Linked DNA regions of Pan troglodytes: region 1 is linked to region 2. The links are chromatin contacts, called in public capture Hi-C maps. All regions are on one chromosome and are shown on one strand. Each heading gives the region's core, a stretch centred on a gene start, on an enhancer-like site or on the middle of the called end of the contact. The rest is flanking DNA. Distances are from core to core; before and after follow the strand shown. Region 1 has its middle 180 kb from the start of SLC30A8. Region 2 has its middle 72 kb from the start of SLC30A8.

Evidence for each region. Capture Hi-C pulls out chosen DNA fragments and counts their contacts.
Region 1: a contact with region 2 is called in a capture Hi-C map of stem cell-derived neural stem cells, with 2.8 times the contacts expected there. The contact joins two enhancer-like sites. A contact is called at or near these places in 1 of 7 Hi-C or Micro-C datasets (stem cell-derived neural progenitor cells) and 1 of 1 other capture datasets (stem cell-derived neural stem cells).

What each region holds. Positions count from the first base shown.
Region 1 is chr7:127,607,831-127,610,704 of NHGRI_mPanTro3-v2.0_pri, forward strand. No RefSeq gene overlaps it. Among named protein-coding and RNA genes, the nearest start is that of SLC30A8, 180 kb to the left of the region's middle. Within about 2 kb of position 1,276, at least 1 of the 24 cell types and tissues checked has an H3K27ac peak or open chromatin away from gene starts, as enhancers often do. A contact at or near this core is called in stem cell-derived neural stem cells, where this site is marked.
Region 2 is chr7:127,360,184-127,363,033 of NHGRI_mPanTro3-v2.0_pri, forward strand. No RefSeq gene overlaps it. Among named protein-coding and RNA genes, the nearest start is that of SLC30A8, 72 kb to the right of the region's middle. Within about 2 kb of position 1,263, at least 2 of the 24 cell types and tissues checked have an H3K27ac peak or open chromatin away from gene starts, as enhancers often do. A contact at or near this core is called in stem cell-derived neural stem cells, where this site is marked.

The sequences.
Region 1 (2,874 bases), core at 26-2,525, 250 kb after region 2:
AACTTTGAGTAGTCCACACAGAGTGTAAGATAAAGTTAGGAAACAATAAAGTAAGATGAAAAAAATAATAATAACCACTATGAAATGTGAAATGGCATGCAGTCATGGGAATGACTGAAATCATGAAAAACTATCTTTAATTCCCCTGTTTATCGGAAAACTATATAATTCTTTGTTATTTTATTGCCCCCAAAAGCCCACTTGTTATAACCTGCAGTTATAAATATTACAGAAACATCCAATTAAAAAAATCAAAAGGCTCCTTTTTCCTATATCCCCAGAGAGTCAGGGTGAATTGCTATTCACACATCCAGTTGTCTCAATCCTTAACAAGAAGATTGATCACATTCAGAAGAAAACAGAAATAATCTGGAAAATGGAGGGCTCAAATACTTTATAAATAAGAAAATAAATGACTGTTTCTTACGATGAATAATTTAAGTAAATGTCACATTGAAGTAATTGCAAATAACATATAACACCTTTGAGTTAATGACAGTGGAATTAGGAAAGCTTTTTCTAATCACTGTCATCTTTTAAAAGCTCAATAAAAATATGTAAGATAACTTCATCATTTTCCAATCCTGGAATCAAGCTTTTTAATATTTTTGCACAGAACTTACAAATTTATAAGTGAACCATCACACTTAGAAATGGGATGCTTTTTTCTAGGAGATATTCCATACCAACTCATTGAATTGATTTGTCCATCTCAACGGTTCTTAAAAATTGTTAGAGTTACAAAACTTTAAAGTAGAGAAGAAATCATATATATTATTTATCCCAAACTTTCTATTTTACAGATAAGGAGATTAGGTCCTAGAGAGAAAATGTTCTGATCAAATTCACACGGCAATTAGTCGCAATTCTTAGTCTACAATTCTAGGTTCCTACTACCCAGGTTCAGTGACTCTTCTCAACAAGATACCTCTTTCTCAGAACAGGTTCCTGAACCTGGAACAAGAATTAAATTTTTTCCACAAGGCCTTGTTTGATTGGGAAATTGATTTAAATGCAGCTAGACACCTACTCAAGCTTTTTGTTTTGAGCCTATTCTAGTTACTGTTGCTCCACAATGTAGTGATAGAAGATACCTATCATTCTATTTTGCTCACCATTTGGCCAGTCAAGAATTACAGAAGGGTTTATCTGAGTAGATGGTACTGAGAGTCTGTCATGCAGTTGCAGTCAAATACAGGCTGGCACTGCAGTCATCCGAAGGCTGTAGCAGGTAGGACATCAGAAGGGCTCACTCACATGGGTGGTAGTTGGTGCTGGATTTTACATGCTGGAAGCTAAGCTGGATTTGCTGACTGGAGAGCCTATACAGGGCCTGTGCAGCATGGTGGTCTCAGGGGCTCTCACATGGTGTCTGGCTTCCCCCAGAGTAAGTGTCCTGAGAAATCCAACCAGAAGCTGCCAGGCCTTTCCAGACATAGTCTCTAAAGTTATGCAGCTGCATTCCACTCTTTACAAGAAAGTTACTAAGGCAGGCTTAGATATTAGTAAAAGGGAGGAGACAGAACTCACCTCTCTGTGTGCAAAGTTTCAAATAATTCATAGACATGTTTTAAAACTGCCACATGGCCACAGAGGGAGAAATCTCAGGTAAGCTAGAAGATATGACATAAATGTAGAATAATTGATCAGTCACTCACAGTCATCAAAGAAACTTTGGAAAATAGAATATATATTCCTCTCTTTGTTTATCTCCCTAACACCCTACAATAGAAAAATGTAACTAAGAGTTTTCAATCTCAGATTTGCCCAGTTTCCAAGACAATGAAATTGATATTCAAGATAAAGTTTCAGGAAGATGACCTAGAAGGCAAAATAATAATCTTCAAAGTCAGGATCTTGAGTTGCAAATCAAGTATTTAATATTTGAGTTAATGAAGGACCAAAGAGACCTTTTATTGTTCCCCCAATGAGCATGTGGAATTAAATTTTATTGAACTCCTTAGAGAGTTGTGACCCTGTCTTTTAAACTTGATTTGTATGGCTTTCCATAGAGCCCAATGCAGAGATTAGTGTTTCACAAATTTCAAATGATAGATGATGATTTAATTGGAACAGAGTAGTCCATAAATGTCTCATGAATATAAAAACATGATGGAGACTTTGGTATAGACTGCTCTGTGATTCCAAGAGTTGGGATGAATGGGACTATTTTTAAGCATCCGAGATTTTAGAAAATAAGAAATTGGAACAATTTCCAATGACACTGATAAGGGCCACAAGTACCACTTAGCATTTAAAATTACTTCAAGAAAGAGACACAGAGATTCAGAGAAACAAGCAAATATTTACTAGAGAACCATTAGGATGTTGAATTGAAAATCCTTTTCATCTCTTATTTCTTAACCTTTTCAGAAAGGAGTAATATTTATAGGTAAGTTGGAAAATATAATGTGTGTGTACACTATAAGAATGGTATGAATTCTCATACCGTGAGGAGTGGGACAATTTGAAGAAGTTGTAAAACTATTTCTCTTCTTCAAAATTTTACTGTTGCCAATAAAGATATAAAATTCCAGGTTTCCAAAAGGTTGATGGAAATTATGTAAAAATAAATTATTTAAATCAGGGCTCATGGATTATATGGCCCAAATCCAAAAGAAGTTAAAAATGAATTTTGTATTATTTTTTGTAATTTTGTAGTATGGCTTTTTCTTTTGCTGATCCCATGTGGGTTCTCTGACATAGCTCCATTCTGGACTGGGATTGAAAAGCCAAGCTGGCCTCATTCACCTATCTGGTACCTCAGTGCGGGCTCCGGATTTAGGCTCCTTTTTTCTCCTGTATTTGATCTCATTAGTAGACAGAAAAATGATTCCCAAAAGATATGCATGTTCTAAATCTTCAAAATTTGTG
Region 2 (2,850 bases), core at 13-2,512:
ATCTCAGAAGAAGCAATCGAGAAGTTCATAAAATGTATCCTAGGCTGTTTCCATTTAAACATGGAAATATTTTTTCCATCTTTAAGTAATACCAAAATATTAAAAATGCTGTTTGGACAATGACCTTCTTCTAGTTTGTAATGTCCAGCACAATCCTTTATTACTTATAAGCCAAATCTGGGCTGCTCAAGCTGTGGGCTGCACTGGGGCATGAAGAGGCTTGGCAGAGACCTGAGTGTGTGTTCAGCTATCAGCTTTGTCTGTGATCCGGAAAGCAGTATCAGCAAATGGCATTTTACTTATGGAGTCCCTGAGAGTCATCTTAGCAGGGCTGAGCAGGAAATCATGTGAGATAGCCATGTAAGAGGGACAAGAAGAGACCCAAATGAGGGACAAAGTCTGCAAGTGGACCAGAAAGAACAGTTGAATATCACAGAGAGGAATAGGGCAGGTTACTGTGGCAGGGTGTTATGTTATTGAGAACAGGACCAACCTCTTTTCTGACCTTGCCCCCATCTCCCTTCATGCTTTTCCCCACATGTTTGAAACCATTGAGATGTGCCCTAGAAATTGCAGTTATAAAGCAGGGGATAGACTTGGAAGAAGTGGACCTTCCACACAGGATCCAGGGAGGTAGATGTTGAGACTAAGCCACTGGGTTTGGTTTAATAAACTTAGGGACAGAGGCAGTCTTAGTCCAATGCAGAGTGTGGAGTTAGCAGACGGTGTCAAGAATGGCATGTGTGTTAGTTAGGTTGTTCTTGTATTGCTATAAAGAAATGTCTGAGACTCGGTAATTTATGAAGAAAAGAAGTTTAATTTGCTCATGGTTCTGCAGGCTGTCCATGCGTGGCAAAAGCATCTGCTCAGCTTCTGGGGAGGCCTCAAGGAACTTTTACTTATGGTGGAAGGTGAAGCAGCAGCAGGCACATCACATGGCAAAAGTGGAGCAAGACAGAGAGCGGGGAAGGTGTTTTTTAAACGATCAGATCTCACGTGAACTCACTCATCACCAAGGCGAGGGCGCTAAGCCATTCATGAGAGATACACCCCTGATCCAAACACCTCCCACCAGGCCCCACCTCAAATATTGGGGATTACAATTCAACATGAGATTTGTCGGAGACACATATCCAAACCACATTACGTGGGAAGGAGTAGTCTGCATTCAGAGTGGCACATAACTGTGGCCATAGGGCTGGGGTCAGAAGTAGGAAACCATAGAGGGAGGTGAAGCAGCATGCCTGTGACCTTCAGAGTCTGGTTAGACCCCAGGAGTGGCTGGATGATTCTGTCTTCCTCTCTCTTACTGCAGGGCCGAGTCTCTTTGATGGCTGTGATCTCATTTAGGGCTTTACCCATAGTTTTCGTCCACAGTGGTCTTGTGAGAGGGAGTTTAAAGCCCCTTTGGCAGAAATCATTTTTTCCTGATTGGAATCCTCACTTAAAACAGATCGCCTCCATTTGTACGGTGCAGGACCTTTTGTATGTAACACCATGAGAGGGCTTCAGGCAACAGCTGCTGATGACATAATGCTTAATGCCTTCGAGTCCAACAATGCGAGTTCATGGGAAGTATTTAGAGACCACACAAGCCAGAATGTAATCAGCGGCTAGGGCTTCCCATCAACAGACAAATCCATAAATATTTATTCTTGGCAGAATTGCTTTGGATGGCTGCTCACCTTCTTTCCAAAACACTTCCTTTTCTCAGCTCATTTAATTACATTAGCAAGAAAGTCTCTCTCTTTTTTTTTTTTTTAGCAGTTGCTAAATCTCTCTTTTATCGGGGAAATTATGGTCCAGGCAGAGCAGGATTTTGCGTGGGTCAGCCAGAGGGCTCCCCTCTGGTGTCCACTTATTTAGGGATGTGAAAACACCACAGGAATAAATCAGAAATGTCCTAAGTGCCTCTCTTATTCAGGACTCCACATGTGACTTCTAATAAAGCAAGCAAAATATAAATCAGGCCAGGCCATTTTTTTTCCAAAGCAGACAACAATTTCAAATGCAAAGCAAAAGGCATCTTTGATAGCACTGACCATTCTTTGATGCAACATACACATGCAAATTGGAAAATATACTGGAAATATTATAACCTAGGTTTTTATTCCACTTCCTCCTATGTCCTGTTCCCTGGCAGCCATCAATATAGAATCAGAGAAAGTGGGACAGAAAATTCTACCTTGAGAAGGAGAAGCACACAATATAGAGAAAGTTCTGGTTTAAAAGGAAGAGGTAGAAAAATCTTAACTCTTTTGCTTCTCAGTTGACTGTCAAAAGGAGAACAGAATGAGAGTAAGGGAAGATAGGAGTTGAGACACATTTGACATGTGATTTTTCTCTTCTAGGTAGAAAGTCTAATACCAGAGAGGTATTAGATGAAGTGAGGGAAGCCCTAAAGGAAGCGGCTGTTTTGTCTTACTTTTCCATTAAGAGATCCGAGAAAGGACCACCTTTCATGATGGCTCCTCTCACTCTCATACCAACCTGTGGTGGCTACCTTAGAAAAAAATCCTCTTTTTTTTTTTTAGAGGGAATTTTGCTCTTCTTGCCCAGGTTGGAGTGCAATGATGTGATCTCCACTCACTGCAACCTCCCAGGTTCAAGTGATTCTCCAGCCTCAGCCTCCTGAGTAGCTGGGATTACAGGTGCCTGCCATCATGCCTGGCTAATTTTTGTATTTTTAGTAGAGATGAGGATTCACCATGTTGGCCAGGCTGGTCTTGAACTCCTGACCTCGGGATCCACCTGCCTCGGCCTCCCAAAGTGCTAGGATTACAGTCATGAGCCACTGCGTCTGACCTAAAATCCTTGATGTAGAGTGTTTATTCAAGAAGACTCAATCTC